Regions from separate parts of the Mus musculus genome. Here regions 1, 2, 3, 4, 5 and 7 are each linked to region 6. The links are chromatin contacts, called in public promoter capture Hi-C maps. All regions are on one chromosome and are shown on one strand. The core of a region is the stretch at or near the end of the contact, and the rest is flanking DNA. Distances in the headings are between cores, read along the strand shown. Region 1 holds the start of Arpc5 (actin related protein 2/3 complex, subunit 5). Region 2 holds the start of Smg7 (Smg-7 homolog, nonsense mediated mRNA decay factor (C. elegans)). Region 3 holds the start of Lamc1 (laminin, gamma 1). Region 4 holds the start of Rgl1 (ral guanine nucleotide dissociation stimulator,-like 1). Region 5 holds the start of Dhx9 (DEAH (Asp-Glu-Ala-His) box polypeptide 9). Region 6 holds the start of Rnf2 (ring finger protein 2). Region 7 holds the start of Shcbp1l (Shc SH2-domain binding protein 1-like).

Region 1 (3,002 bases), core at 386-2,885, 1.3 Mb before region 6:
CTCCATCTGTAGTACCCGACCAATCTGAAGTCTCTCCTAGTTAGAACCAGAGACAATATCTTTATATTTTAAAATGGATTGACAAAAAGGTAGACTGAATTGATAATGAACACAGCAGTAGGAATCACCAGAAATTACCTAAAATACATTAGTTTAATAAAATATCATATATCCACCATAAAGACTAAAAAAAAAAAAAAAAAAAAAAAAAAAAAAAAACCCAAACAAACAAAGAATAAGCTCACCATTTCTGTGCAAAGGGTCTAATAAAAAATTATCTACAGTAGGTAATAAACTACTGTCAAGCCTGCATGGTCTTTTAAAGAAAAAAAAAACCCAAGTATTTTAACAAATAATCAAATTAGTAACAACTGTGAAAGTTATGGTAATGAAAGTTAAACCTATACTGCACATATATGTACGTTTGATGCTGTGGTTACCACTGTTTTTGCTCACTTTCTTCATTATAATCTAGTAGAAAATTGATGAGGGGAGAGCTGTATGAACAGACTTAATGAATACGATTTTTCTAAAGCTCCAGTTTGGATTTTTGTAACATTCTATTTTTCTAAGGGATCGATGCAAATGAATTTCGAGGTTATGAATATTCAGATATGCAAACCAAGGAACCAGGAACTGACAGCCATGTTTTAACTAGAAGGGAAACAATTTCAGAAAAACAATGTTGATTTATAGAACCGACTCATTCTCTGCTTTATTCACTGGGGTTCATCTTATATTATTCCCAGGGATTCTCTGCATGCATTCGCTATCCCTTTTTTAGTGGCCTTTTCTTAGCAGGTGAAAGGTTCCAAGCTTTAACTGGGAATTTTGGAGAAGAAAACTCCCTTCGGCTCGTTCATGAATTATAATGCCACCTTGCCAAAGCCCTTCTCTCTTAATAAACAATGCTGCCGATGAAATAGCCCCGGGGCTGAATGTACCGAGGGCCTCGATTTGCGAACCGCTCCATCTCTCCTGGCTAGGGATAAACTATCCCCGCTCCGCCAACCACACACACCGGACAGGAAAGCAAGACTCCAAGCGGGACGCCCGTGTCCCCACCGGGCAGAGACTGGCTCAGGTGCCCACTAGGACACCAGCGGTGCCCCGGGGAGGGCGCGGCCGCTTAGGACCGCGCACCTGAGGAATCGGGGCGCCGCCGGTAAGTTCGCCGGCGCGGCCGCGGGGTACAGGCGGCCTGCTGGCCCCGGGAGCTCCTGTCCTCCGTCCCCACCTAGAGCCGGGCACAGCCGGTCGCGTGGCCCCGCGTCCCCACAACCCCCGGCCGCCGCGAGCGTAAGGATATTGCCGTAGGCACGAGTCCACCTCGCCCTCGTCGGGCCCGGCCTGGCCATCGCCGCCGTCCTCCTCGTCCACGAACTTGTTCTCGTCATATTCGTCCACGTCCACCTTCCGGAAGCGGGCCGACGACACCGTGTTCTTCGACATCCCGGATCGCGACGCGACGCTGGCCTGCCCCTCCGCGGTGCCTCTCCTTTAGCGAGCCCAGCCCGGTCCGACTCACTTCCCTCTTCCGCTCTGGGGCGTCGCCGGCAGCCGCGGCTTGCAAGCTTCTGGGCCTGCGCGCTAGCGGGCTCGGCCTCCTCCTCTGCTTGCAGCCATCCTTCAGCCCCCGCTCCGCCCCCGCGTCCCCCGGGAGCGCGCGTCGGCAGGGGAGCGCGCGGGACGCACCGCGCACGCGCGGGCCCGCTGCAGGAAAGGGGCGGGGCTGGAGAAGGAGGCGGGGGCGGCGGGTCGACAGAAAGCTGGCAGAGGCGGCGCGGAGACGCGATTGGTCGCCGGGGAGCATCACGTGATGCCCGGGACGTTCCCATAGAAACGCTTTTCTGCGGTCCTGCCTTGCGGGGGGTCTTGGGCTGGAGGCTATGGGCACCTCGGGAGCGTGGCCTGGAGTGCTGCTGCCGCCGCCGCTGTCGGTGCCAGCCGCTGGTTGTTGGGGTCCGGTGTGAAGTGTGGGTGACCGGACTCGCGCGTGGGGTGCGATGGACTGGCTGCAGAACCTAGTCCCCTGCAGTCTGCAGGAGTATGAGGCAAAGTGATGCCCAGCTCGGAACTAGTGATCGGAGCCCTCCATTCGGACCGTGCGCCGCCGGGGGCTGCCTTCCCGAGCTGAGAGCCCCTTCCCCGGCTTGGACTCTTGGCACGCTGTCGGTGGGAGGTCCCCAAGGACGGAATCGAAAAGGTCACTTCTTACCTGTCAGTGCTGTGTGACAGCATCGCGACCGGACCTGCAGAATCTGAACTAGGTATTCTCTCCATCTGGAGGGAGGGAAAAGACGCTTGGGCCAGGTAGTGAAATTGGGGCAAACTTGTAGCATTTTCTAGAATCAGTCATCACATCTTAAAATAAGTAGTTATTTGGAGCAAGAATGCCAGAAGAGGGTGGGCGAGTTAGGCTCTTCAGTGCTGAGGGAAAATAGCGAGTGCAAGGATTAATAGAGACTGGACTTTCAAGGTTGTTATTTATTGTTTAAGGTTCCTGGAAGCACGTCAAATCAGCTTTTTGCTATATTCCATATTCCGGTTTGTGAGATCAGAGCTTCTGTTGAGGAGGCAGAGGCACAAAGATTAATCAAATAATAGCTGTGCTCTGTGTAATATACCGTAGTACAAGTATTTACAGAATAAAATTAATTCAGACATTTGGCTTTGCCCTGCTTCGATGCAGAACCACCTGGTTTCACGTATAGCAGAAGGCTGGATGTCATCCTGTTGAGTTTTCTCGTTTGCTCTGCCGTACTGGAAAAGAGCACTGGGCTTGGGATCAAAAAGCAGGCTGAGTCTCGACTTTTCTGCTCTCATAATCTGCATGATTGAGGCATGTTGCTTAAAAATTGGAACCTTGGATTTCTTAGTACTAAGATGGGGCTAATGTGCTTTTCACAAGGATGTTCCCAGGGCTCAATACGTGGAAATGCTTCGAAAAGACTCTAAAATTCTGCATATGTGTGCAATGTGTTATGGGTTATGTAGCACGA
Region 2 (3,025 bases), core at 95-2,594, 1.4 Mb before region 6:
GCGTGTTAGCCTCCTAGGCTGGGTTCGAGCTCTCACTAAGTCGCCTACGGGAGGTCTCGCCGGTGATATCGAGTAGGAATTAGGCAAGGGTCGACCGGCTACAAAAAGTCGAACATTCGCGATCGCCGGAGCCGCATCTCGGTTGTCATGTGCCCGTCTCTTCCCTTAGGGACCCGCTTCTGGCGGGATCCCGCTGCCCAGCCTCAAACAGTGGTGGGGAAGCCCCTTCCCTTTCCTCTGACTTCGCAGCATCGCCCTCGCTTTCTCGTTCCCACCCACTCGCCGCCGGCCTTCATAACCTGCCTTTTCTTCTCGGGCCCGGCCCTCTCCCTACCCGGCTCAGATAGGCAACGATGGAGGTGGTTTCCACCCTTGGGGGACTGGCAATGCCTAAAATGAATGCTTCGGGGTCTCCCCCAATTTTTGCTGGGAGAGTAAGGGAGGAAGAAATGGACTTTCCTACTCGGATAACCATTTCGACTTCTGGCTTTTAAAAAGGCAGGGAATCCAAGTGGGGAATCCTGGGCAGTTTCCAGGGAACCCGTTTCTCTACGGGAGGGTCACCCTGTCTACACACGGCAGTTACTATGACAATACAACCACAGCCTCCAGTTTCCATGGCAGCGGCCTGCCCAATCGGATTGGTTTTCCTTTCTATTTCTCCCTGGGCTCCGCCCTATTCCCCCCCCCCCCCCCAACCTTCTCCCAGAGTGCCCGGGGAGGGGCGGCTGAAACGGGGGAGGCCTCTGCGTCACTCTCCGGCGCGCGAGGGGACGACCGGAGTCGAGGAATTGGCGGGCGGAACTGTAGGAGGAAGGGGTGGCGTTTCCGGCGGGGAAAGTGGAGGAGTGGGAAAAAAAAAAAAAAGAAAGAAGGAAGGAAGTGAGAAGTGGGCGGGTGGCCGGGCGGAAGGCTTTGAGTGTGACTCCGGGCTGCTCTGGGCTCGATGTCCGCGGTGAGCCGGGGGCCGCCCCCGCGCCCGGGAGGAACAGGACGGAGCCTTAGGAGGCCGCCGGGCACCAGCACCGGATCGTTCGGCCGGCGCGCGGGCACCGCACCGCTCGCCGATCCCAAGAGGGAGCGCTACAGAGCGGCGGAAAGCACCCAGAGGGACCGGCGCTGCTGAAGTCTCGCGAGAGCGAACCCGACTTCCTTCCTCTGCTTCTCCCCTCCTCTTTCCCCGCCCCTTTCCCCTTCTTTTTCCCCCCCCCCTCCGGAGCCGGAGCGTCCCTGCGCCCCACAGGCCAGAGCCGCAGCCGCTGCCGGAGCCGCTCCCCCCAACTCCCTCCCCCTCGCCTCACTCACTCTCCCCCCCCCCCACCCCGCGCCAAGCGAGGAGGAGTCGGAGGAGAGGAAGATGGCGGCGACCGCCAGCACCCGCGGGGCCGCGGGGCCGCTCCGAGGAGCCTGAGAGACCCACGGAGGCTTCGCGGCGAGACGCGGCGGCGGAGGATGAGCCTGCAGAGCGCGCAGTATCTCCGGTGAGCGCCGGAGCTTGGCCGAGGCGTGGTGGCGACGGGGGAAGGGGAGGCTCTCGGGGGGCCGAGGACCGGCGGACTCGGAAGCGGTGGGGGAGTCGCGGCGTCCTTCTGTCCCCAGGGCGGGGAGGCCGAGCGCGGGGCCGAGCGGGCGGCTGCGGGAGGGGGCGGGCACACACATGGCTGCCTGGCCCCCGGGAAGCCGGGCGAGCCGCGCTCCGGGGGAAGCCGGGCGAGGAGCGGAGGGAGGTTGGGGAAGCGGGAGACGAGAACGTGTGTGTGAGTGTGTGTGTGTGCGTGTGCGCGCGCGCGCGCGCGCCTCTGGTCGCAGGCTGCGGGGCCGGGGTAGGGGAGAGGAGAGCCGGCAGCGACCCAGAGTCGAGGTGGGTGTGAAGGGGTCTGGAGCCCACGGCCCGGGAAACGTGGTGTGCTGGCCGGGGCGATGCAGGAGAGAGGAGGATGGAAGTCGGCACACCTGGGGGTTGGGAGGGCGCATTCTGGAGGGCAAATGAGAGGAAGGGGAGCCCGCAGGAAACGCGAGCTTGTTCTTTAGTCGCGGGCTGGAAGGAGGAGAAATAATGCCTTCTGTCCAGAGTTAGAGGGGTCGGAGAGCCCGGAAAGGGGGAAAAAGGATGGGGAGACGAGGGAAGAGGGAGGTGCTACGAACAAGGTGATGTTCTCGAAAGAAACTGTAGTTGGAAGATACCATTCTGAGAGTCGTGTGCATTCATTAGGTGCGATGTAAGGAACTTGTATGAAGGAGATAGAGTGACCCATGGGTACTGGGGGTGCGTGCGTGTGTATGTGTATGTGTGTGTGTGTGTGTGTGTGTGTGTGTGTGAGTGTCTGGGGTAAGGGAGGGGAAGCAGGGATTGATGCACACTTAAAGAAGACTCACATGCATTAACACCGACGTCGAGAACATTTTGAATGGAAAGACAGCAGCTGGTGTGCAGTCAGAATAGTTTGACGGATTTTGAGTGAGAGCTTGGAGGAAACTAGAGGGGAAAATACAGCCTTCACAATGGGAAATAAGGTTGCTAGTGCCTGAGGCTAATGGAGGAGTTGCTAAGACTGGGAACTTACAAACTGGCCTTTTTGTCTTTCAGGAACAGTGTTTTTCTTTTAAATAGCAGGTCTTATTTGGGAAGATACTTTTAAAAAGTGAGTTGAAACCTTGAGGAGAAGAGAATTGAATGGGTAGATAACTGAGTAAGATTTTCTTTAGCTGTTTAGACATAAGTGATGTGGAAGTCGATGTGTTAAGAGTGGTCCCATATATATATTTATATTGCAAGAGAATTGATGTTGTTCTGTGGTAAACAGAGTGGCTATTCTGTCTTTGAAAGTAGTTATTCATTACACTGGAGAGAGAGTGGTGGGATCTCTGAATCTTTGATGCATGAATTCCAGAGTTTAGCACAATGTGTATGCCTGATATTATAAGGTGGCATTCTCTTTTTTTTCCTCTGTTACCCTTATTACTGCATTAAGTAAACTTTACAGTGAGCTGTGAATATATAGGTGCAGTAGAAAAAAATAGAAAC
Region 3 (2,766 bases), core at 249-2,748, 1.8 Mb before region 6:
CACACACACACACACACACACACACACACACACACACACACACACACACGCACACGCGCGCGCGCCCACAAGTCTCATGGTGCAGGTGTGGAAATCAGAATGTGGTTCCTGGAGATTGAACTCAGGTCACCAAGCTTGGTGGCAGGTGCTTTTACCCACTGGGCCATCTTGTAGCTATCAGTATCATTATCTTAAAAAGACTACTGATCCGGAGCTTACACTTTGCTGGTCTGCTTTGCATCTTGGGTTGGGATTAGCACAGTGTGCTGCCAAGCCCGGCTCTCAGCTGGTTCATTTTTACAGCACCCTCCCTTCCCCTGTCTGCTGGTCCTATCAGCACTGCAGGTAGTTCTGATCTGAGACTAAAACGCATGATCTTTTGGCTCGGGCTCTGGGAACTGAGTCATTCTGGCACTGACAATATTCTGTGACTCAGCAGGTCCGAAGAGGAGGATGTCAGAATCCAGATAATTTCGAGTCTTTTAAAGGCAAGCTAGGACACACAAACAACAGAGTGGAAGAATTTCAAAGCAGGTCTGCGTATCCAGGGGAAAATGTCATTCCATTCCCAGCCTTCTCACTTCCTTCCTTGCCCGGTTAAATGACAGTCACATTTTAATTTAGAGCAAGGAAATCACAAAATTGACTCTGAAGCTGAGATCGAGCCCTGTGTTCCACAGGGATCCAGTCCCTTGGACACCTCGGGATCTCTCCCCTCAGCGTGGGCAGGGCTTGCCCCGGGATACAGGAGGCAATGCCCGGGACGGCTGGGGAGGGCGAGGTCACGCAGGCCACCGCACCGTTGCGCTGTGTTCAGGCTCCAGAGTCAGGTAGTGGCTGAGCTATACCGTAAGGACTGACATCTGGTTGGGCCAGGGTCCAAGTCCTCATGAAGTCAAAAACACAGATTCCGGGCCACCTCACCCACCTGCGTCTCCCTTTAAGAACCTCCTCTTAGCCTCATACCCTCCAGGGCAAGATCCTCTAAGGTACAAGACCTGGATGAGGGTTCCCAACCCACCGAAGCCCCTACCCTCCCAGCATGCACTGCCCAGCACCCCACACCCCACGCCCCGCCCTCCTTCCCTCACTCACGCTCCCTCTCCGCCCACCTTGGGCCCCTCCCTCTTACCCCCTCGCCCAGCCCACCTCTAGTCACGCCCATCCAGAAGTCCTCCCACTTGACCCCTTGCCTCTTCCATCTCGCGCCCCCCTCCCTTTTGCTGCCGGTCCCGCCCTCCTCGCACCCCACCCTCCTACTCCACCGCCCCGCCCACCTCGCGCCCGGTCCTCTGGCTCCCGCCCCTCCCATCTCGCTTCTCTGGCCCACCGCCCTCCAGGCCGCCCCCGCCGCCGCCGGGAGTCGCTGGGGAGGACGCGTAGGGCGGGGAGCAGCTCCTGGCCCGCGTGAGCTGCCGAGGAGGCCGGCCTTGGGTTTTCTCCACCGCCAGATCCCACCCCGCCGGGCAGACCCCACCCCCTTCTCCTTCCTCCTGGGGCGCGCTCTCGAGTGCGCGCTCGGAAGTCGGGGGTCGGCGCACAGTGCAGGCTGCGCACCGGGAGGTAGCGGAGGCAGCGCGATCTTGGCTCGGACGCCCACCCATCGGCTCTGCGTCCGGCTCTCGGCCTCCAGCCCGGTCCACAGCCCGGCCTCGGCCCGCAGCGGAGGATCGGCCTCGGGATACGCCGCTAGGCGAGTGCAGCGCGGCACCCCAGCCTTTGCCGAGGGCCCGCGCGCAGCGGGATGACGGGCGGCGGGCGGGCCGCGCTGGCCCTGCAGCCCCGGGGGCGGCTGTGGCCGCTGTTGGCTGTGCTGGCGGCTGTGGCGGGCTGTGTCCGGGCGGCCATGGACGAGTGCGCGGATGAGGGCGGGCGGCCGCAGCGCTGCATGCCGGAGTTTGTTAATGCCGCCTTCAATGTGACCGTGGTGGCTACCAACACGTGTGGGACTCCGCCCGAGGAGTACTGCGTGCAGACTGGGGTGACCGGAGTCACTAAGTCCTGTCACCTGTGCGACGCCGGCCAGCAGCACCTGCAACACGGGGCAGCCTTCCTGACCGACTACAACAACCAGGCCGACACCACCTGGTGGCAAAGCCAGACTATGCTGGCCGGGGTGCAGTACCCCAACTCCATCAACCTCACGCTGCACCTGGGTAAGCGATGACAGCCCCGTCCCCACTACTCGCTCACGGTCCAGCTCCGGGGCCGCATCCATGGAGCCGCTGGTCCGGCCTGAGGGGCCTGTCCAGCCGCGTGCTGACGGTCTGTTCTCCAGCGTGGGCCACACACAGAAATTCCTTTCTCCAACTTCTAAAATTCATCTCGCTTTGAACATCCGGTGAGGGCCACCATGTCCCACGCTAGCATCTCTCTCTTTTTTTCTTACTCTTTCTAGTCCAACCGGATTCTCGTTCCGTTGATTCTTTTCTATTTCAGCAGTTAGGATTTTGGACCAACACCCCCCCACCCCCTTTTGCACCCTGAGGCGCTAATGAAACACTCATCCTGGCAGGACAGGACTATCACATAGCATGCTTACATTAGAGTCTTGAAGGTCCACTTTCAAACACTTGTCTTTAAAATGTTTGTCTGTCTCCAGGGTTGAGAATGATTGCTCTTAGTTTTGATAGGGGAATTTGAGGGGAGCAAATGCCTTTGCCGCCGGTATTTCTATGTGTAATTAAAGTGGAAGTTCACTTTTAAAGTTACTGTTCTTCAGAGCTGTTCAGCCTTAATTAGGAGCTGTTTCACTGCTAATCCTAG
Region 4 (3,030 bases), core at 116-2,615, 1.1 Mb before region 6:
GGCCCTGAGGCAGATAAGAAGCCTGAGGTAGGGCCGCCACATGTTTTCCCTCTGGCTCCTGGGACACTCTGTTCTGAGTACTGAGCACAGCAGAAGGAATGTGTGTGTGTGTGTGTGTGTGTGTGTGTGTGTGTGTGTGTGTGTATGTGTGTTTAATATTTAAATTATAGAAACATCCACTTTGGTTGTAAAAGATCATTCTCTCTACAGTCTTGAACTCCTGAAGCATGGGTCTTTATGAGGAGCGTTTGACTGACTTGAAGACATCCTTCAGTGTGCAGAGATCCTTTGCTTGCTTGGTGTAGCCTCTGTCATTTCTGATGCCCTTCTGGAGACATCAGTGCACTGATTGCCTAACTTTTCAGCTCATGGTATATTCAGTACTAACCAAAGCTCAGCACAGCAATCTGGAGGAGGTCCTTTTCAGTTTGACATGTGTAAAACATGACATTTTTGTAATTGGTGTGGAGTTCTGACAGGTACAGTTTGGCTACCTGACTATGGGCTATCTCTTGCTGTTGATTTATTGAAACTAGATCTTTTAAAGTGTAATGTATTGTCCCCCACAGACTATTGTGTTAAGATAAAATTCTTTTCAGCATTGTCCTTTGAAAGGCTTTCCCTACAGTGATTATCCCTCTGTGTCCCCACAGTGCACACCCCCCATGGCTACTCACAGAGGCTCCAGAAACCCCTAGGACCACTTATGGCCTCTGTCACAAACTGTCAGATCCTGCAAAACTCTCTGCTCTCACCAGCAGTAGCCAGTAAGCCTTATCAGACTGGGTGGTGGAGTTGATGCATGCCTGTAATCTCAGCACTCAAGAGACAGAGGCAGGAGGATTGCCAGAAAAGTTCTAAGTGTTCAAGGCTAGCCAGGACCACCTTTTGTTTAAAAAAAAGAAAAAAAAAGCAAGAAAGCCACAAACAAGAGTGGGCAGTAGGAACAAGTCCAGGCAGTTGCAGGTGCGGGGCAGGGTAGAGCCGCTGGGCACGGTTTTTAGATACCCAGATAGCTTTTGACTTTATCCTAATGAAAATCTTCCCCCCAAATCGAGGGGACTCTGATTTAATTGCTGTAAATTCCAAATAGCAAGCAGATCACACAAGAATCCCTAATCCCTAACAGTTTCCTTCAGTAAAGCAGACGGAGGCTGCGCACATGTCCCATGGCACACATGGTTCTATTTTGTCACCTGGTGGCCACCAGGAAACCCCGATGAAGCGGTCTACTTGAAAGCATCGTTTCCCCACCACTCTGAGCTGGAGAAACGATTGCTTGCTCCCTTGATCCGCGGGGCTTCCGAAAGGGAGAGTGCGCTCACAAGCACAAACAGGAAAGCCTGACATCACGGAGCGGCGGGGAGGAGTCTGCTGCCGCGGGCTCCCGGGCTGCCTGCTCGCTGGCCGGCGCTCCTTTGTGGCCCGGTCGCGCGCGGCGGCGGCGGCGGCAGTCGGGCAGCAAGGCGCGTGGGAAGCGCGGGGACCCGGAGCCGGGCCAGAGAGACGCCCCGACCGCCTCGGAGCAGGGCGCACCATGCAGCGTCCGTGTGCCGGAAAGAAAACTGAGAATGAAATTACTTTGGCAAGCTAAAATGGTAACGCCAGCTCCCCGCCTTCCCCTGACGCTTCTCTGCTGGGGGACTCGTCCCATCTCCCGCTTTCTCGGGCCGGGTTGTTGGAGCACTGTCTAACTGATCAGAGCCACCCGGACCCCACTCTCTAAGAGGAGCTTTCTCATTCTGCTTTGTGTCCTTCCCCTCTCTGTGCCTCTTCTCCCTAGAAACGATGCCTGTGTTCTCAGGCATCGCCTGCGGGGTGTCTGGGACAGGCAGATGCGTGTCAGGAGAGCAGAACTTGGAAAGGACAGAACTCAGTCTGGGGGAGCGGCGCCGCGCTCTGCTTCCCAGCGGCAGCCCTTTAACACAGATCCGAGGTTTAGCTGGCGACATGGCTATCCAGGGGGTCGCTGTGTAAATTTCAGTGGAAGCTGCATGAAGATGTTTTGCTTTCTCGGCACTTGCCAGAGGGGCTTTTCTTTTCTTTTCTTTTCTTTTCTTTTCTTTTCTTTTCTTTTCCTTTTTTCTTTCTGGAAATAAAAACTTTCCATACCCCACATAACTTTTTTTTGGGTTTCAAAATAGTAAGAGGAGAAAAAGAGGTACAACTTCACTTCCCAAAGAGGGCTCTTGGTATTAAAACACTTGTTTGAGGGAGTTTAACATCGACATTGCTCAAATGTTTGTGTACTTTGAGAAGTATAAACTCTTGTTTTTGCAAATGAGTTATTTTTTCCTTTCACTTAAGTGGACAGAGTTGATCAGGACTAAACCACAGTTTCCTTAAGAAGGAAAAAAAAAAACTTGAAAAGATGATTTAAGATACGTGGCTAGGTTAGGAAAAGTAACTGACCAGAGAAGGGAGAAGTCGGAGGCTCCTGATACCGCAGGAAAAGGCTGCCAGCCAAGAAAATCTCAGCCTTGCCTATTGCAGGGTGTCCTGTGTTGCTCTGTTTGGAGGATTTACTCAAAGGCTTGGAGAGCCTTTGTAAGCAGGGAAGCAGCTGGGATAGATTGTGGTTAGCCAAGGGGGAAGAAAACAACAACACACACTACGACCCTCTTTTTCTTTCTTTTTATCCTGTCCCTGGCAGAGCTCGATTCAGGACTGGGGTGAAGAGGTAGAGGAAGGAGCTGTTTACCATGTCACCCTCAAAAGAGTCCAGATTCAACAGGCGGCCAATAAAGGAGCGAGATGGCTAGGGGTGAGTAGCGCTTCCGAGATCTTGAACTTTGGAACAGTGTCTTTGCTCTTCTGTGAATATCATTATTATTTAGCCAAGGTAGCCCCCCCCATCCCCTTTTTCTCCCCCTTAGTCTTAAAAAGGAAACTGCTGATGGCCAAGTGTTTGCTCTAGCTGGACAGGTCTGTTTTAGGACTTGTGTTTTCCTAAGCATCTTCCCTAAGTCTGTCAATAATTCAGAACCTTCCGGAAACATCTTGAGGTATTTGGCAAACAGGCTGGGGGTG
Region 5 (2,720 bases), core at 14-2,513, 2.0 Mb before region 6:
ATGCCTTTAATCCCAGCCTGAGGGGTGAGGGGTGGGGCAGAGGCAGACAGATCTCTGTGAGTCCCAGGACAGCCTGGTTTACAAATCCAGGATAGCCAGGGCTACACAAAGAAACCCTGTCTTGGAAAAAAAAAAAAAAAAAAAAAAAGAGTCCCTCGTCCCTCTCCCCAGCCAAAAGGTAAGTGGAGAAGTTGTGTCTTGAGCTAGGGTTTTCTTTTTGGTGGGGTAATGGGTTTTACTACAATGGGATTAATGGCATATACCACCACCCCTGGCAATAAACCAATAAGCCAGGGCTCTCTTTCTTGTCTTAGATTCATTTTACTTTATGTCTTATGGCCTGTAGGTCAGTGCACCATGGTTGTACCTGCTGGGTCCCCTGGAATGGAGGTTATGGTTGTGTGTGAGCCACTGTGTGATTGAGAACTGAATCCAAGCCTTCCACAAGAGCAACAAGTGCTTTTAACTTCTAAGGTTTTTGTTCCTTTGCTGTTTAGACAGGATCTCATTATGTTGCCCTGGCCTTCCTTAAACATAGACCAGACTGTTTTGAACTTACGGAGGTCTGTCAGTCTCTGTTTCCTGGGTGCTGTGACTGGAGGCAAGTGCCACCATGCTACACACTGCCTGCAGCATTTTATTTCTTTTCTTTTTTCTTTTTCTTTTGGTTTTTCGAGACAGGGTTTCTCTGTGTAGGCTTGGCTGTCCTGGAACTCACTTTGTAGACCAGGCTGGCCTCGAACTCAGAAATCTGCCTGCCTCTGCCTCCCAAGTGCTGGGATTAAAGGCATGCGCCACTACTGCCCGGCTGCCTGCAGCATTTTGATGAAGCAGAAATACTTCAGTCCTTGTATTTTAACATACAGCACCCATAAATACATTGCTTTGGCATATTTTAAAGTGGCTATTCTGATAAACTCTGAAAGGATTAATCCTGTAACACTGCCCTTACGTAAGATAAACTATCAAAAAGGAGATCCATGGTGGCATGTCTCTAAATTTTGCCTTCAGAGGTGGAGGCAAGTGGACTGCGTTAAGTGGTGGGCTAGCTTGCTCTACAAAGACAAAGGCAAGGAGACATAACTTCCAGAAACCAAGCTGGTTAGCGACTGACAGGAAATTATGGGCCTAGGCCAGCAGATCTCGCGCGACCTCAGGTTTGGCGCCCGGAAGTGGTTCAAGCCCCGCCCCCTCGGGGCGTGCTGGCTCCGGAGTTGGCCTACCGCGCAGGCGCGAGTCGCCGACTCCGCCCCCTGGGTCCTGCAGTCGGAGCCATTTCGCCGCTGCTTCCATGCGGGTGAGGTGTGTTCTTTCGCCGTTCTCGTGGAAGGTTGGCGCTGCGAACTCGCCTAAGAAGGCTGTGCTCTCGGGCACGGAAAAGCGGAGGAGGGTAAGAAAGGGGGCGTTGCGGCCCCGGACGCGGGCTCATTGCTGCGGGCCGACGCCGGCCTCCGCGGCTCAGCCGTGGCTTTGTTGTGAGGCGCGGGCGGGCGAGCGTGTGGGGGAGGGGCAGCGCGGCGGGTACCCGGATTTACGGGCCGTGGGCGCCTCGCGCAGCGGAGCTCCCGTGGCCCTAGGCCCTGGGGTTCCTTGCACAGACTGGCCGCTCTCGGAGGCCTCTTCCTCACTCGGCCTGACGGGCGGCGGGTGTCTGTAATCAGTTGCGTGTAGGGGTAGCGGCTCGACGCCACCCGGCGCGTGGTGGTGGGGGGTCGTCCGCGGTTCTAATCCGGGACACCCGGGCCCCGTGGGGGTGCCCGCTTTGGGGTCCGGGGCTTCGCTGCAGGTCCTCCCGCTCCGCACTGGTGACGGGGCATGGCTGGGTGGGGCGGGATGAGGAGCAGGTGGTAGGAAAATGAATGCATGATTTAGTAAGTGATGGCGGAATTACACCGCGCAACGGGATAGCCCCGCTGTAGATAACGGTCGAAAGGGAGGGCGCCTCAGTCTGAGGGGTGCACGAGCCTGAGTCTGGCTTTGAGGTGCACAGTGTATCCGCTCCAAAGGGCAATGAGAGATCAGTTACGCCTAAGGCCAGACCTTCCTGGAGGAAGGGAGGGCCGGCCACGTGACCTGAGGGTGCGAAAAGAGATGAAAGAATTTGTTTCCGGGTGGCAAGAATGAAAACACAAAATTGGGAGCCATGACTCTAGCCTTTCATTCCAGCACTGGGGTTTGGTGGTGGAAGGTATTGTTCGATCTCTTGAGTCCGGGGCTACTACACATAGAAATCTTGTCTCATAAAACAAAATTTGATTTATTCCGATATGTGTGTGTATACGAGTATACGTGTATACGTATCAGGTAGTGGTGGCAAGTGAGAGAGGAGCTGTAGAAAAACAAACGAGTAATAGTGGAGGCATTTCTGGAGCCAAAACAGCAGGGCAGATGTGACATGATGGAAAATTTGGCATCCATCTAGGCTCTCGACAAGAGGATAAGTTCTAGGTCTGTAAAAGAAGTTGTGGGGTTTTTGTTTGTTTTTTTGGTTTTTCGAGATAGGGTTTCCTCTGTATAGCTCCAGCTATCCTGGAACTCACTCTGTAGACCAGGCTGGCCTCGAACTCAAATCCGCCTGCCACTGCCTACCAAGTGCTGGGATTAAAGGTGTATGCTACCACGCCCAGCTTGCTATTTTATGTAAATAACTACACTGTAGCTGTCTTTGGAAACACCAGAAGAGGGCATCATCTCATTACAGATGGTTGTGAGCCACTATG
Region 6 (2,700 bases), core at 36-2,535:
GCTTTTTAAATTGCTAGAGTGGACAGTAAGTGTGAGCACCAATCCTGGTTGGTCACATCTGGGATTAACAAAACACCAAACAACTGAGCACACTCGTGAATGTTTTCTTGATTGGATCATTCAAGCCTTGAAGTCCCATCTGAACTCTTTGCCACACCTTCTGTGGTAGCATACAAAAAAGGAAGGGGTGAGTAGAAAGCTTTCGCCAGCAAGATCTGATGCTGAGACATTACTTTACTGATATTAAAAAACACTTCTTTGGATTCCAACATAGGCCAACGACCCGCTGACACAGCCAGCACCAAGGGCTTAAAACTACTAGGTTCTTCACCTTGTAGTTTGGAGACAGTACTGTTGGCTTAGACCACAGCCTGTAAGCCACTCTAATACCCACCCCACCTCTCTCTATATTGCATATACTTAATATCCCCCCTCTCTATATGCTGAATATATTTAATATATATGCATTCTATTAGTTGTTTCTATAGAAAACCCCGAATAATACAATAAGTAAGAAAATTTTAAGCCACAGAAAAGGAATTCCATAATAACGTTACTGGAAGCTATAAGCCACCTCGCCCAATTTCAGTGCAGTGCAAATTAAGTGCCTTCCCATTTATCATCTGCTATTCTTGATTATCCTTTCAAGAGACCATGACCAATGAAACATTTTGAAGTTAGGGAACTTTTTTTCCTACGTGTTACTTAAAAGTTAAATGCAGGAATTACCGAGTGACAACTTGCAGGCTATTTTTTTGGGTAGTGGTGGTGGTAATGACAACTATCTATGGCTACTTATATTTTCAAATTCAGAACACTGAAAGCGTCAAGGAGGTCGATATAAAGAGTAGCAAGGAGATCATTAGGGACGTACTAACAAGCGCCTATTTCCAGAGTTGAAGGTCACTTTCCTTAGATCTTGCTGGCTTTGTATGCCTTAGAGATCCAAAGTCCGGAAAGTTCTGCAGCAGAAACCCTGAGGATTTACTTGGGCTGGGATGACTACGAGGACGAGGACGAAGTCAGGGGCTGGAAGCCCAAATCGAAACCTCAGCAGCGGGAGGGAAGGCGCAACCTGTGGGCTCAGACAGGCCCAGAAAGGCTCCAGGACGGGGGAAACAGACAGAAAGAAGACGCCCAAGTCAGCAGGCGTTGGCTGGGGGCTGCGCCGGCGCTGGGGGCGTCTGGCGAGCTGTAGCCACGGGCGGGGGCGGAGCCAGGGCCAGGGTGTGGGCGTGGCCCGGCGGTCCGGGCCTGCACTAGGCACGCCCCTTCCCCTACGCCAGGGGCCTCCCCGCGCGGTGCGCGTCCGCGTCCCGCGCCTCCGCCTCCTCGCTCGCTCGCTCGCTCGCTCGCTCCTTCCCGCCCTCCCCGCAGCTCCGGCCGAGCCGGCTCCCCCCTCCCCAGTCTCTCATGAATATTGAGCGGCCCCTGTTGTATTTCCCGAGCTCCATTGCGGAAGCCGAGACTCGCCATATTGTGCGGCGGCGCCGGCGGTTGATTCTCGAGTCTCGCTCCGGCCACTGCCAGCGCACCCCCGGGCTGGGGCAGGAGCCGGTGAGCTAGGCAGGGAGGGGGATGGCGACGTCTGCGAGGGCGGCGGGCTGGGGCAGGGGCACCCGGAACGGGCCGCGGCCCGAGCGGCGGCGGGGCTGGGGGTGTGTGTGTGTGTGTGTGTCCGCGGCCGCGAGGGGCCGTGAGGCGATGGCGCCGCCGCCCCCGGCCGTTCGCTCCGCCGCTCGCGGCCCGCCCGGGAGGGCTCATTGTTCGCGGCCCGTGAGCACCGGGCTGGCGAAGCGTCCGGAGCCCTTCGGGGAAGCGCACCCGCGCGGCCCTGGGCTTACGGCGGCCGGGGCCTCGAGGGCGGCACCGGAGCGCTGGGAGAACTTAGCCCTGGGCTTGCTCGCGGGGCCCGGAGGTCGGCGCCGTGGGGGCGGGGAGGGGCGCTCCGGGCCGACAGCTCTCCTTTGGGACCTGGCACCGGGGTGGGCTCGGGATCCCCTCTCGGCCCCACATTCCTGGAGAGCCGCCGCCTGCCCCGGAGTATCTGTTGCCGCCTCCGCGAGCCACGGGCTCACCCTGGAGGCGGTGTTGGGGGAGGGGGCGACTCCGTGGGTTCGAGCTGCTTCGCGTTTTGACCCCGGGCTGTGTTTGCCGAAATCCTTGGTCCACTCCCTCTGCCTGTCGGCTCCCGAGTCCCGGCCCTTGTTAGAATCGTTTCCTCGCTTCAGAAGTCGCCTTCATACTCGCAGAGATATTGTTGTTGGTTTAAAAAAAAAAAAAAAAAAAAAGGTCGGTCTTGGAAACTTTGAGGTTCCTTTCTTTGCTTTTGCCCACCGGAACAGATTACCGATTCATGTCCCCGAAGCCCCGTTGGGTGTCTTTTTAAAGAAGCTGTCGGAAGTTTGTATGCCTTGTGACTTGTTGTGGAAATGTCAGACTTTCTACACGGTGTGTGAAAAAGCTTAGCTAGGCTTTTAAGTATTTGGTATGCGGTTATTTCTTTTGAAATAAAAAAAAAGGAAGGCATAGTGTCAAGTAATTTAAGCCATATTTTAATTAAAAGTACCATAAGTCATTTGCATTCAATTATTTTTTGATAGTTTCGAGATAATCAACTGGAGTACTTAGTGGAATTGGTATCTAATTATTTGTAATTGTTGAATATTTTAATAAAGCAAATGTCGGGTTTTGAGATTT
Region 7 (2,795 bases), core at 178-2,677, 1.9 Mb before region 6:
GCAGGTGGATTATTGTGAGTTCTGGCCCAACCTGGTCTACAAAAGACAAACAAGGCATGAGTCACCATGCTCAGCCAATTTTTATACCCATCGCTGCAACGAATATACTTGTACACAAATTCTTTTGCTATACTTTAAATAAAATGCAGTATTAAAATGTATGCTATTTGTTCTGTTTGGTGGGGTTTTTTTGTTGTTGTTGTTGTTTGTTTTTTGTTTTTTTTGAGACAGGGTTTCTCTGTGTAGCCTTGGCTGTCCTGGAACTCTCTGTAGACCAGGCTGGCCTTGAACTCAGAGATCTGCCTGCCTCTGCCTCTCGAGTGCTGGGATTAAAGGCGTGTGCCACCCTGTTTGGTGTTATCAGGCTCTTTCCATGCAAAACACCTGTCTACATCGTGACTTGCTGACTGGGAACCATTCTGGGGACATCTTACGCCTGTTTTTATGTGCATCCGTGTATTCACACCACCCTTGCACCTGATGCCTGGGAAGGCTCAGGAGAGGATCTGGGATCCCTTGAAACAGGAGTGTCGGATGGATGGGAGTCACCTTGTGGGTTCTGGGACAGGAAAATTGACCCCTCTACTAGAACAGCAAATGTTCTTAACCAAGGAGCTGTCTCTCTAGCTGCCATTTTCACAATTCCAACGTAATATTAGCTTTATGTTTGGGCCTAATATGAAGATGTATTAAAAACTAGGGTGTGTTAACAACGAGACGTGTGGACACTAGGGTGTGTGGACACCGAGCTCTGTGTATTTGAGTGGACAGTAAGATGTATGCCCAGACTGTGACGAGCGCTTCACGGCCTCATCTTTTAGGAGGTGTCATTTTAGCTGACAATTTTGTATAACGGGTTAGTCAAGTCCTCTAGGGCAGGAGCTGAGGGTCTGGGCAACGACTAAGGTGGCCAAGGTGGCATTCTGTACCCCTTGACTCCAAAAGACTGATTTTTTCCCCCAAAAGACTGTTTTGAAGGGACAGATTTGCTTTCCCTGCTGTGGGAAAGACCCAAACCTCCCGGAGCTGGCCCCTCTGCAGCTTCGCACCTTCGAGCCCTGTAGCACCTGGTCGCAGTACAGAGCCACCTTCTCGCTGCGCCACATGCCCCTCATGGGGGATGCGTAGATCGGTGGCAGGGGCTGCGCTTCCTCCTGGTCCTCAGGCACCGCGGGCACGGGCTCCTCGTCACATGTTTCGGCTTGGGTGACCGGTGGGAGCTGGAGCCGTCGCCGTGCCGCCTTGCCCTTCACGGGGCGCGGGGAGGCCACTACCGAGCGCACGGGGGACATGAAGCCCCTGGTGGGCGCGGCCACCGAGTCCCGGAGGGTGGCTAAGACAGTCTGCTCCGCTGGCGAGCTGTCACTCCCGACCGAGGCCTTGGGCTCTGAGGTCGTGGCATCCGACTCCATGTTCGCGCCGCAGCCGTTGGCCGCCTTCCCCTCGTGGGACCACGCAGCCTGTGCGCGCTCCGCGGGCGAGCACATGCGTGGGCGGGAAATGAAGGCAGGTGCGGGGGCGGTGGGAGCACGCTGCGCAGAGGCGGGGATAGGGGCGGGGTCCTGCCTCTGACCCCGCCCATTGATCCTTGGAATCGCCTAATGGCAGAACCTAGGAGCTCGTTGGTCCCCACCCATCCACCCTTAAGTCCTGAAACATTTCAGGGCCAGGCAAGCTACGAAGTCCCTAGGTAGCCAAGGATGACCTTGAATTTCTGATTCTCCTGCCTCTCCCTCTCAAGTGCTGGGTTCACAGGCCCGCCCCACTCAATGGGGCGGTTCATTACCTGCTAGACAAGCACTCTACCGATTGAATCAGACCCCCTCCCCCCAGCCAAAGGAAACATACTTTTATTCTAGGAAGCATTTGTGACTGGGACCAGCTGGTTATTACCAGAGAAAACTGCGGATAGATGTAGGCACCCGGGATCACCTTTCCACGCGGATCTCAGTTTAGGCGTCCCTTCATATCATAAACAAATTGCTCTGTGTGTGTGTGTGTGTGTGTGTGTGTGTGTGTGTGTGTGTGTGTGTGTGTGTGTGTGTGTGTGTGAAGATGTGATTAAGTCAATGGGTCAAATTAGTCTGTGGAGCTGCTCAGAATTCTCCCTGATGGGTGTTTACAGTACTGCAACCCTTATCAACACGTATTTCAGCGGTGGCGACGGTGAGTAAGCGCATTTTCCTAAATGTTGCTCACGGCCTTTGATGAGCATCAGGACTCCAGTTCCCGGTATGTGAGACTGCTTGTGTATTGAGCCCGTTGGAATACCGTCTGTTTACTCTATCTGGACTCTGTGCTGGGCGCACAGCCCCCGAGCTGAGGTGACTTGGGAAAACACCTGCCTTCCCTCTCGCTCACTTGGAAGGACACTGTGTGAAGTTGTGAGTTTATTTTGAAGGAGACATTCCCGTTTGTATCGTGTTACTGTAGTGCAGAAAACAATTAGGACTTCAATTATTCTGTATTCACACTTCACTGTATTTGTCTGGAGTCTGTGACCTTCTTTAAAATGGTGCCATTATAACCACCCAAGACCACCCATTCGAATAAAATCTATTACAGGGCTGGTTTTCTCTTCTTTTAATTCATTACCTCGCGTGTGTGTGTGTGTGTGTGTGTGTGTGTGCAGTCCATGCTTGCCTGGTGTGTTGTGTAGACTGAGCCTCAAGCTTGCAGGGCCCTTCATCTGCCTCCCAGGCACTATGGTGATAGGCACCCACTGCCACCCTCTGCTTACTCTTGTTATTTTGTTTTAAATGCTTTCCTCTTCCTTTCTTTGAAAAAATAATTAT

The links. Promoter capture Hi-C pulls out the DNA fragments that hold promoters and counts their contacts. Capture Hi-C pulls out chosen DNA fragments and counts their contacts.
Region 1: a promoter capture Hi-C map of liver shows a contact between it and region 6, with 5 times the contacts expected there. The contact joins the promoter of Arpc5 here to the promoter of Rnf2 in region 6. A contact is called at or near these places in 8 of 39 promoter capture datasets (the 3T3-L1 cell line, the HPC-7 cell line, embryonic stem cells and 4 more), 5 of 484 Hi-C or Micro-C datasets (CD4 T cells, embryonic stem cells, liver and 1 more), 3 of 115 datasets of contacts at active chromatin or transcription factors (extraembryonic endoderm stem cells, memory CD8 T cells and pro-B cells) and 3 of 9 other capture datasets (adipose tissue, liver and pancreatic islet).
Region 2: a promoter capture Hi-C map of pre-B cells shows a contact between it and region 6, with 4 times the contacts expected there. The contact joins the promoter of Smg7 here to the promoter of Rnf2 in region 6. A contact is called at or near these places in 5 of 39 promoter capture datasets (hematopoietic stem and progenitor cells, liver, neutrophils and 2 more), 2 of 484 Hi-C or Micro-C datasets (CD4 T cells and CD8 T cells) and 1 of 9 other capture datasets (adipose tissue).
Region 3: a promoter capture Hi-C map of adipose tissue shows a contact between it and region 6, with 5 times the contacts expected there. The contact joins the promoter of Lamc1 here to the promoter of Rnf2 in region 6. A contact is called at or near these places in 6 of 39 promoter capture datasets (the 3T3-L1 cell line, the HPC-7 cell line, liver and 2 more), 1 of 484 Hi-C or Micro-C datasets (embryonic stem cells) and 1 of 9 other capture datasets (adipose tissue).
Region 4: a promoter capture Hi-C map of pre-B cells shows a contact between it and region 6, with 2.6 times the contacts expected there. The contact joins the promoter of Rgl1 here to the promoter of Rnf2 in region 6. A contact is called at or near these places in 2 of 39 promoter capture datasets (the C10 cell line and pre-B cells).
Region 5: a promoter capture Hi-C map of adipose tissue shows a contact between it and region 6, with 3 times the contacts expected there. The contact joins the promoter of Dhx9 here to the promoter of Rnf2 in region 6. A contact is called at or near these places in 2 of 39 promoter capture datasets (neutrophils and pre-B cells), 1 of 484 Hi-C or Micro-C datasets (CD4 T cells) and 2 of 9 other capture datasets (adipose tissue and liver).
Region 7: a contact with region 6 is called in a promoter capture Hi-C map of pre-B cells, with 5 times the contacts expected there. The contact joins the promoter of Shcbp1l here to the promoter of Rnf2 in region 6. A contact is called at or near these places in 5 of 39 promoter capture datasets (the 3T3-L1 cell line, HPC-7-derived erythroid cells, hippocampal neurons and 2 more).

Annotation. Positions count from the first base shown.
Region 1 is chr1:152,765,175-152,768,176 of GRCm38.p6, reverse strand. It overlaps Arpc5 (actin related protein 2/3 complex, subunit 5), which reads right to left and starts at 1,635. Exons shown (of 4, transcript NM_026369.2): 1 at 1,310-1,635. The coding sequence starts at 1,452. It also overlaps a transcript of Rgl1 not described here.
Region 2 is chr1:152,900,965-152,903,989 of GRCm38.p6, reverse strand. Smg7 (Smg-7 homolog, nonsense mediated mRNA decay factor (C. elegans)) reads left to right here and starts at 1,344. Exons shown (of 23, transcript NM_001160256.1): 1 at 1,344-1,481. The coding sequence starts at 1,453.
Region 3 is chr1:153,331,518-153,334,283 of GRCm38.p6, reverse strand. Lamc1 (laminin, gamma 1) reads left to right here and starts at 1,498. Exons shown (of 28, transcript NM_010683.2): 1 at 1,498-2,156. The coding sequence starts at 1,745.
Region 4 is chr1:152,623,552-152,626,581 of GRCm38.p6, reverse strand. It overlaps Rgl1 (ral guanine nucleotide dissociation stimulator,-like 1), which reads left to right and starts at 1,365. Exons shown (of 18, transcript NM_016846.4): 1 at 1,365-1,598; 2 at 2,654-2,764. The coding sequence starts at 1,572.
Region 5 is chr1:153,486,203-153,488,922 of GRCm38.p6, reverse strand. It overlaps Dhx9 (DEAH (Asp-Glu-Ala-His) box polypeptide 9), which reads left to right and starts at 1,263. Exons shown (of 28, transcript NM_007842.2): 1 at 1,263-1,390.
Region 6 is chr1:151,499,576-151,502,275 of GRCm38.p6, reverse strand. It overlaps Rnf2 (ring finger protein 2), which reads left to right and starts at 1,285. Exons shown (of 7, transcript NM_011277.3): 1 at 1,285-1,557.
Region 7 is chr1:153,423,841-153,426,635 of GRCm38.p6, reverse strand. Shcbp1l (Shc SH2-domain binding protein 1-like) reads right to left here and starts at 1,427. Exons shown (of 10, transcript NM_001033162.2): 1 at 1,050-1,427. The coding sequence starts at 1,412.